Linked DNA regions of Sus scrofa: region 2 is linked to region 1. A link is a contact called in public Hi-C data. All regions are on one chromosome and are shown on one strand. Each heading gives the region's core, a stretch centred on a gene start, on an enhancer-like site or on the middle of the called end of the contact. The rest is flanking DNA. Distances are from core to core; before and after follow the strand shown. Region 1 overlaps CD276 (CD276 antigen). Region 2 overlaps NPTN (neuroplastin).

Evidence for each region. A called contact is a pair of places that touch in the nucleus more often than the background predicts.
Region 2: a Hi-C map of retroperitoneal adipose tissue shows a contact between it and region 1, with 2.8 times the contacts expected there. The contact joins two enhancer-like sites. A contact is called at or near these places in 2 of 5 promoter capture datasets (fetal liver and liver), 28 of 47 Hi-C or Micro-C datasets (adipose tissue, alveolar macrophages, blood and 16 more) and 2 of 2 datasets of contacts at active chromatin or transcription factors (alveolar macrophages and skeletal muscle).

What each region holds. Positions count from the first base shown.
Region 1 is chr7:59,704,828-59,709,625 of Sscrofa11.1, reverse strand. CD276 (CD276 antigen) reads left to right here. Exons shown (of 10, transcript XM_021099076.1): 8 at 916-957; 9 at 2,631-2,666. Among named protein-coding and RNA genes, the nearest start is that of CD276, 27 kb to the left of the region's middle. Within about 2 kb of position 2,220, at least 1 of the 83 cell types and tissues checked has an H3K27ac peak or open chromatin away from gene starts, as enhancers often do. A contact at or near this core is called in retroperitoneal adipose tissue, where this site is marked.
Region 2 is chr7:59,832,381-59,837,178 of Sscrofa11.1, reverse strand. It overlaps NPTN (neuroplastin), which reads right to left. Exons shown (of 9, transcript XM_021099078.1): 7 at 1,172-1,181; 8 at 253-327. The coding sequence ends at 267. It overlaps REC114 (meiotic recombination protein REC114), which reads left to right. Exons shown (of 7, transcript XM_005656287.3): 7 at 1-3,950. Among named protein-coding and RNA genes, the nearest start is that of NPTN, 66 kb to the right of the region's middle. Within about 2 kb of position 2,483, at least 5 of the 83 cell types and tissues checked have an H3K27ac peak or open chromatin away from gene starts, as enhancers often do. A contact at or near this core is called in retroperitoneal adipose tissue, where this site is marked.

The DNA of each region.
Region 1 (4,798 bases), core at 971-3,470:
TGTCCGTGACATCAACACGAGTGTCACTTCCCAGTGGCAGAATGAGTTGTGTGCGTGCGCTCTTGAGGCTGAACACATGTCTTATGTGTGTAAACCACTGTGAGCCTGCCCGTGAACATGCAGACACGGCAGGAGGCGTGTGGATATGAGAGTGACTGGGAGTGGTGGATGTGTAAGGCTGAAGTGGGACAAGTGGTGAATGTGTCTGTGCACAAGCGTGACTGTGAGAGCGTCAGTCACATGAGTGTGTCTGTGAGTGAGAGCTCAGATTTAGGGCTGGACACTGAGCAGCAGAGGTGAGACTGCTTCACGGGCGTGCATGTCCCCGAGAAAGGGTGTGTCTGCCTCACAGCGGGCAGAGTCTGAAGCGGCTGCACTGGGGGGTCAGGGGGATTGACTTTGGGGATGGGTAGGCGAGTTGGTGCTGGCCAGTGGTGGGCAAGTTGACCCTGATGGCTGGCACGCGGGTCAGCATGCATGTAGATGGTGAGAGGTTGGGGGTGACTGGGCAATGGCAAGGAGCATGCATGTGTGAACAGGGAAGAGACCGGTCCGTGGAGACCGATCCGTTGACAGGTAGGTGGCTGCCTGTGTGGCAGATGGCTGATGGGGCTGGTGGAAGGATGAGGAAGGACACGGGGGTGGGTGTGTGTGTTGGAGGTGGCGGTTGAGTGGGGTGGTGAGTGGGTGGGTGGGTGGAGGGGTGAGTAGATGGTCCCTGGCCAGGTGAGTGGTGGACTCCAGGCTGGTATCCCTTTCCTCCCGCCATGGGGCTCTGCTCTGTGCTGGTCTCAGGCTCCGACCTGGTGTCCAGCATCTGGAACAGCAGCCAGGCCTGCTCAGCCCCACGTACCTGCCTCTTGCACTCCTGGGGAAAGTGGGGCTGAGGGAGGAAGTGTGTGTTCACTCTTCCAGGAGCTGAGGACCAGGACGGGGATGGAGAAGGATCCAAGACTGGTGAGTCTGAGCTAAAAGCTGGCACTATTGGCTGAGGGATGAACCCAGGGACAGGGGAGGACCCCGGGGTTTGGAGGAGCCATGTGGGCTTGAAGGTGTGACTGAAGTGTGCCCTGTGGACAGCGGCCCCCCAGCCTAGGTGAGTCTGGTCCTTGCTCAGCATTAAGACCCAGAGACGGGTCCCCCAATTCTCATTCTCTTCTGGGTTTGTTCGTTCGTACTTCCTTTTTTTTTTTTTTTTTTTTTTTCTTTTTTGCAGCACATGGAGGTTCCCGGGCCAGGGGTTGAATCGGAGCTGTAGCCACCAGCCTACACCACAGCCACAGCAACGCCATGTCTGCAAGCAACACCACAGCTCATGATAACGCCGGATCCTTAACCTGCTGAGTAAGGCCAGGGATCAAACCTGCATCCTCATAGATACTAGTCAGATTCGTTAACCACTGAGCCATGATGGAAACTGTTCTCCTGGGTGCTTCCTTTCTCCTGCCTACCTTTTCCCATCTTCCCAGGCAGCTTCACTGGGAGTAACCAGCACTGCCAGGTCTGGCAGCTTCCTAGGGGGAAGAATGAGGGCTCAGGAGACAAAGCCACCTGGGTTTTAGTTCCAGCTCCAGCTCGTCTGAGATGAGTGGTCTTGAGCAAGTCACTTTGCCTCTCTGGGCGCATTTCCTCCTAACTGTCTCCCTTCATAGGTTTTTCTGAGGGGTGAAATGAAATGAGGTCATGTATGTTAAGGGCCTGGAGTTGTATCTGGTGCGTGCGAGGGTTTGGTCCCTTGCAGTCCTGTTATTAGGACCGTGTAATCAGCCTGACACAGTCCCACTCTGGTTAGGCTGCGTAACTTTGGCCAATGTGCTGTTCCTCTGCGCTTCAGCTTTTCATCTGTAAAATGTCATTCTGACCTGTCCTGGTGGCACCAGAGGCTGTTTGAAGCTCTCTCGAGTGACTCTGCAAAGGGCATGGGACTGTGGGGACATAAGCCTGGGGCCCAGCAGAGGGTAGGTGCCACGGCATCTGTGCCCTGCAGCCACTGGAGGCCTCACTGCCTTCCCTTCCCGGGGCTCCTGGGCTGGGGGACGCAGGTTCCCACTGAGCCACGTGGGATAGTGTCTTTGACATGGGTTCCCTCCCCACCCCTGCAGATGGAAGGACAGGAGATGGACCCCTGGAAAGTATGCCAATGAATCCTCTGCCTTCGGTGTCTGGGTGGGGCGGGTGTGGATTCAGCCCTGGGATCAGGCCTTGTTTCTCATGCTCCGAGAAAGAGGCAAGTGTAGTTGGCAGAAGGGAGGGAGTGGGAAGGAAGAAGGTGGCTTCGAGATGAGCTCAGTCTCAGCGCTGCAGCCTCCCGGGCCCACCAGGGGACCCCTTCACCCTGTCTGTAGAGCAGGCTCAGTGTACTCACATTTCTAGCTCACAGGAGGGCAGGGGGTTTGCTCCCATGGTAGAGATGCAGAAAACTGAGGCCCAGGCAAAGGAGTGACAAGCCACAGAGTGGAGCTGGGACTTGGGATGGCAGCCAAGGGCCTTTGCTGGTGCTGTGATGTTGGCCTCAGCTTCCTGCCTCTTCCTCCCAGTCCTTCTAGCTTTTATTCCTTCCTCAGCTCCTGTCCCTCTGCACACCCCCCTACCTGTCACCCCTTCACTGTGTGCTCCTTCCTTTCTTGCAGCCCTGCGGCCTCTGAAACACTCAGAAAGCAAAGAAGGTAAGGACATGTGGCAGGTGAGGTTGCACACCCGTGTGTAGGAGGCTGGGGAGGGTCGCTGGTTTGGGGCGGGGGCCTTCTCACCCTTCACTGCTGCCCTGAGGCTCCCTCACCAGAAGAGCAGTGCCCTCTTCCCCCTGATGAAGCAGCAGAGGGTGGAGAAACTGCTGCCCTAAGAGGATGCAAATATGACAGAGGCTTCCCCAGGACAGGAGTTGTGATCTTAAGGCTACTGTGTCCTAGAACCAGCTTCCATGTCCTTGGGTTCTGCTTCCTTCAACTCGAAGCTTCCATCCCTGGGCCCAGGGGAGCCTGTTCCAGCTCCCACACCCTCCTCCAGAAGTAAGGAGGAAAGGAGAAGGAGGGGAACTTTTTTCTAGGACTTGATTAGAAACAGCCCCTGTCAGTCCTGTTTGTATCTATTAGTGGGAACTTAGTCATATGACTCCTAAGTCAAGTGAGGTTAGGACCTGGTCTTCAGCTGGGCAGCCATGTCCCCCCTACACAGTAAGTGGTCAGTAAGTGTTAGCTATCATTATTACTCAGATTATTATAACATGCGTTAGGAAGTGGTTGGTTGGAGGGTAGGTTAGTTGGAGGTTCTATCTTATTAAAAGCAACTAAGAGCCACACCTAATGTATGTGTGTGTGTAAACATGTATGTATGTGTGTGTTTTGTTTTCTTTTTAGGGCCGCACCCATGGCATATGGAGGTTCCCAGGCCAGGGGTCTAATCAGAGCTGTAGCCGCCCACCTACACCACAGCAACAACAGATCCGAGCCACGCCTGTGACCTACACCACAGCTCACAGCAATGCCCAATCCTTAACCCACTGAGCGAGACCAGGGATCGAACCCACGACCTCATGGTTCCTAGTCAGATTCGTTTCCGCTGCGCTGTGATGGGAACTCCTGTGTGTGTATTTTGAGCAAAATAATTCCTTGACAGATTTGTCACCAAATACGAGTGGCTTCCACCTAGAAAATCAAAGGTTTGGCGACCTTAATTTTTTGCCAGAGGTTATGGAGCCAAAAATCTCTTTCAGGTTGCCTTGGAAACCTGTTAGGAAATAAACTTTGACAGAATTTCTGGAGGCTTATCTTGCATGTAGCTTTTCTTTTCTTTGGGGAGAAAGGATGGACAGACATAGGCCCTGTGCACAGGAAACTTCCAGAGGCACAGGAAACTTCCAGAGGCAATGGGACCCTCAGGAACCTGCATAGCATTCATGATGAAAGCGGGGTATACACTCAGACTTTCACGAACGGCAGCAAGAGGCCTTCAGAAAGGCAGCCTCATATGGAAGAAAGAGCCCCCTAGGCTGGGAGGGGCCACCTCCTTTCAGTCTGTGCCCATGACCTTCCAGTGGGAGTTTCCTCCTCTGTCACACGCCCCTTGCCAGATGCCAAGGTGTCAAATGCAGACGTGTTCTGTGTAAAGCCAGTCCTTCAGAATGTTATAGAATGTTCCCTGGAAGGCGTGGAGGCCTAGGTTGGGGTCTGGAGGGATGGAGAGAATTGATCTGCCTCCCTTTTGTTCTGAACCGAAGGAGGCAGAGAAGAGCGAGCAGGTGGAGGTCAAAGTGTCAGCTTGGCTCCTGATGTTTTGCTGGAGAGTGTGGCCTGAGGGTGCGGTGCAGTGGGCTTCCTGATCCTGCTCCCCCACCTCCTCCACATGGCAGCCTGCCCCGTGCCCCCCAGGCTCTGGCCAGGCTGCATAAGCCCAGAGGCAGTCCCCGGAAGGGAGAGCTACTTTCCCAGGGACAGACAGAGCCTCAAGGATGGGAGAGGGAGGGGCAGGATCATGCATACTCTCCTTTCAGGTCAGGGAGTGAAGGGAAGCCAGGTTGTGAATCCACGGGGATCCAAGATGGATCAAGGGACAGGCAGGGGCTAGGGGGTGGGGAAGGGAAAAGTGTGCTGGGCAGAGGGGGACGTGTGTGGGGGGTGGACTGATGGGAATTGAGAGAGAGGTGGGCAAGGGTTGTGCAGTCTCCCCCAGGCACCTTCCTGGTCTGATACCCAGCTGCTGTGTGTGTGTGTGGGGGGGGTGCCTCGAGGGCAGTGCTTGGTGGGGAGGCACTGCTAGTCAGACTGGAGGCCTCTCACACGTCCTCTCCCCTTGATCGTGT
Region 2 (4,798 bases), core at 1,234-3,733, 130 kb before region 1:
ATGATGCAGAGTATTTATTTCAAAACCATACATACTCTGAAATAGCGTTTATATAAATACATGAAACCACAGAATGTTCCTTTCCAGCTGCTGCTTTGAACAGACAGAACTTATTCCCTCAGTATCAGCTGCTCTGAAATGAACTAAAAGACCTTGCAACATAACATCAACTACTGAAGAATTCATAACAAGGTCAATGAGGCACATTCATTTGAGCAATTTTTTTAAACTTCTAAAGAAGGCGATACTTACATTATAAGAAGTACTTAATTTGTGTTTCTCTGGCGCAAGTTTTTATCTTTGTGATTGTTGGTAGAGTTGGTTTTCCTTTGGAGGAAAAATTGCATTACAAGAGTTAAACTCAAGGTCAGCAGCAACTTTTGAAACTATCACACATGGAAATGCAGGGATTCTTTCACTGACTGCCATCCCTGGTGTAGTAACAAATTTTACTGCACAACATTAATGCATAAAAATATTCCTTCTGTAAAGTGTCTACACACCTTACATTAATAGATGTTTTTGACTCCCAAGGCAGATAATAAACAGGTAACTTTCCCTCTGATTTATAAAATACAATCTAATTACTCTTAAGGTGGAATGGTAGTTTTCTCTCTACTGAATACCACCGTCTGTCTCTTCTCAAATAATAAAATATACCCAATTATATACAGGCAGTGCTGTGCCCTCCGGCACTTAACTAATTTTGGCACTGCTTGCCTACCTCTGATTTCTTAATCCTCAACTCCAGGAAATCCTGCTCATCTCGGACTGATTGAAAATTTGCAGTTGTCTCTCTCTTAGATACACGCAATTATAAGAGCCAGACAGTTTGCCCATGCTATAGTCTAGCTTGAAATTAACTTTAACAACATCTAGTCTTGTACGTGGTCATTTTCCCCACGTTATCAATTTAAGTATATGGGATGTACCCAATTTTTAACTTTTTTGGCATGGTTTCCACTTTATATTGCCACTGAAAACAAAACTGTACAATCTGTCCTGGGAATCAAATGGACGTCAGTCAGCTCCATATCTGGCTATGAAATCTACACCGCAACTTTCATTTCCCCTCACTGTCTTCCCCTACAACCTCAGCTATTCCCTTTGATAAAACTGCAAACACAAAATAGCCAGAAACTACTGAATCATTGTCCAATAAAGTACTTACATTGGCCCAGCTGGTTCATCATCTACAGAGGTGTTCAATTTTTTAATCCACGGAGAGACAGAAGAAGAAAGGAAAAAATTATGAGACTCTGCATAAGGATTAATAATACAGCAAACGGCAAGTGGCAAACATGGCTATTTATAGCGTTTATTCAAGGCCATTCCGTCTGGAGGTGCAAAACACTCATGGAGTTATTATTTCCAGATTCAAGTTTTTAATGGCAGGTATGCTGTTTCAATGGTTTTAGTTAACACTTTGAATGCTTGTCATGAAAAACTGCAACTGTAGCGGACAGATAGGCTGCAATATCATCATACTCATCTTGTCCCCAAGTTCCAGTGGTTCACTCTTAAATAGATGAGAAGACAAACCAACATTTCAGTTGTAAAATCCTGCTGTTTGTTTTCTGTGGTGAATGCATGCATAGTTTTGGCTCAGTCCTGCAATGTAGATGGATGTGTATGTTCTACACATTTAGCCACACATCCTCACTTCCCCAAAGGACACTGTTCTTGCTGTTTTGTAATCTTTAGGAGAGTCTTTACTCTGGAGGATGAGACAGAAGAAGCCACAATAATTCAACCTACTACTGGCTCAGTCAGGCTGGGTTATGCCAGCAACAAGTGTATGCGTACCAGAGGATGTTCTGTGACAGACCAGGCAAAGTTGAATAGTCCCTCTAGCAAAGACTTCAGATAGAAAGACACGCTCACTCTTGTGCTCAAAACCAGAACATGAGCCCAGATGAGCCACGAACTATCTTTTTTGGTTTGGTTTTGTTTTTTAATCAAAAAGCTAACATCTGAGTTTAGGTGCTTCCTTAAATTGGTACTTTATGATTCTGATTTATAAGTTTTTCTTTCCTGTTTCAACTAAGAACAACTTGGTCCCCTTTAATCCGGGAGATACATGTATATGTGTGTGTGTACCACACACACACACACACACACACACACACACATTTTTCTTTTTATAAGGCCCTCAGGGGAGGGAACAAGTAAGTGCTCTTAGTTTCTTTTTATTTTACAGAAGTCAAGTATGCTAAATGATTCAGAACTGACGGCTTCTAGAAAAACGCTCAGCAGGATTCCACAAGGGGACTTGGTGCACATGAAGCAGTTATGGAGGTTACAGTCTCGGTGGAGGCATCTGCAGGAGCACACGTCAGGAGTAATGTCTGTCAAAGGGAGACATTGCTCCACCTGGTCCTTGGAGGCAACGGAGAGGCAAAGCCACCGCCAGCACACACAGTGACTGGAGCAAAAAAAGATTTCAAAAACAAAAACAAAAAACAAAAAAACAGAAACAGAAACAAAACTAACCACAAACCAATGACTTATCAGCCAAAACAACAGGCTAGTAACACACCAGTGTCCACAGAATTCTACTACTGACAAGAGTACACTATCAAACAGAACAGAGAACTAAGACTTGAGGACACCCGAGACATCTATGTGCTGTGTACAGAGTGGAGATAAAGACGTATCAGGTACTGAGACACAGGAGCCCAGCCTAATCCTCCCTCACCTCAGCACCCTGACGCTCTCAGCATGCCGGCCAAGCCAGCTCAGCTACATGCTAGAAACTAAGCACTTCAGAGACTTAACAGGAAAGACACAGGAGCAGACTTAGAATATTTTTAGTGCTCTGGCTGTGCACCCGAAAATACAAATTCTAAAGCAAGATAGCTGATTCAAGAATGCCACCAATCTACTCCCAACTCTAAGAGAAAAAGCAAGGGAGAGGGGATCGCAATAGCCAAGCTAATCTTTTCCAAGCATGACGCTGTCAGCACCAACCCAAGCATTTCACACCACAAGCTTCTTTCTTCAATAGTGGGGGTTTACGTATGCCCTGGCATCTAGGAATGTCAGTTTCCAGCCCAACAAGCCAGTAACGTGCAAAGGGCTGCATGTAGGGGTTTTCAGCAACAGTGGCCCTGATGTCGCCGCCATGCCTGCAAGTGGGAGCAGATGCTGTTCACACTAGTGTCTAACATCTCACGAGCCCCTTCATCTCTTTCCCCAAATCCACTTTCACATTTATAAGGAACAAAGAAAAGAGCCTCATGTCTCCCACTTCCCTGGACTGAATCACTTTCTGCAACACCACTCTCTCTTGACAGGTCAAACAAAATAACAACTTGACCTCTAACAGGGGAATCAGGAGAGAGGGAAAGAACAGAACTACAGAAAAAAGGTACAAAAATCAAAGTAAATGAGGATTAAACAGCAAACTGAAATCCAAATTAGTTGTGAAAGTGAATGAAGTAAACTTGAAGAAAAGTGTTAACATTATGAACTGTGCATCGTATAGACTGAAGCGGAGATTAAACAAACTCCAAAAGCATGCATATCGCTCACTTACCACCATGTTTTAAGGGTTTGATGCAATTGAGGGGGGAAAAAAAAGAAGTCATAGTAACCGACAAATATCAACATAGCCCCAAACCCTCAGGCCAAAAGGCAGCCGCTTAAACAATGACTGTTCTCTCCAGCTGCGTATTACTCACAGCCACTGACTAGATGAGAGGAAGAGAGCTGGGGGAGAGTGGAAACAAGATGCTTCTGGAATCCTTCTTATTAGTGAAGCTCCTGGTGGAACTGTGGCTCACACCGATTCAGCTGAGTGTTGTCTTTCCCACCAACTGCACTGGAACCCTCACACCCCTATGCAACCTCAGAATCTGGAAGGGTGCTCTGTGATGCCTAATAAATAACAGATTACCTGATACAATACCACCTCCAAAAAAAAAAAAAAAAAAAAAAAAAAAAAAAAAGGGCTTTAAAGTCAAAATGAGTTGACTGGTCCAAGATCCTCCATCACTGCCCTCATCTCACTGAGGATGGGTTTTAGGGTTTCTAAACTCACTTCAATTTTGCCTGATCTCAGAAGAGTAGCATTAAACCCAAGAGAGATTAACAGTTACTTCTAATTTCCTTGTCTGTTCAGTTCTATTGAATTTTCTTCATAAGGTAATCTGTTAACAACTCAGACGACCCTTGGTTAAGAGACAACAAATGTGTGCTTTGTATGTCATTTTTAAAAGTCACATTTCTTTTCCAACATTCTTGGCCTCTTGTAAAGTTTCATATGCTTCAATGTCTTAACCACCTAAATTGACTTTGGAACATTAGAATAGCTCTTAACTCTAAAATGTCTAAAGAGTTAGGATACATCAATCCACAAAAAAAGTTCCCACAAAACCTCAAATAGCTTCTCTACCAGTAACTCAAGAGTCCCTTCACTTGCTTATGAAAACTGTATCTCTAGAGTGAAAATAGAAAACTTATAGATGCCAGCACTTCTTTTCTAAAATCAACTCCTCCTGTTTTTATTCAAGGTCACTAAAATGTGCAGCAGAACTGAAGACCCCAGCAACTCAGCACATTCACTCCCCATCTCCCCAGGGCACTGGGGAGAGAGATGTGAAAAGCACACACTAAGTCACGTTCTGGGTTCAGTCAGCAGGGAATCAACACAAAAGGTGTGCTCCAAGTATGTGTAAGGTGGATGGAAGGCTAGAGGGATGTTACTTGTATCTAGTCTCTTTACAGAATTATCATTTAACATTTTCAGAGAATGCAGTCAGAAGGTAGTAAACTAAAAAAACATAGCCCTTATTTA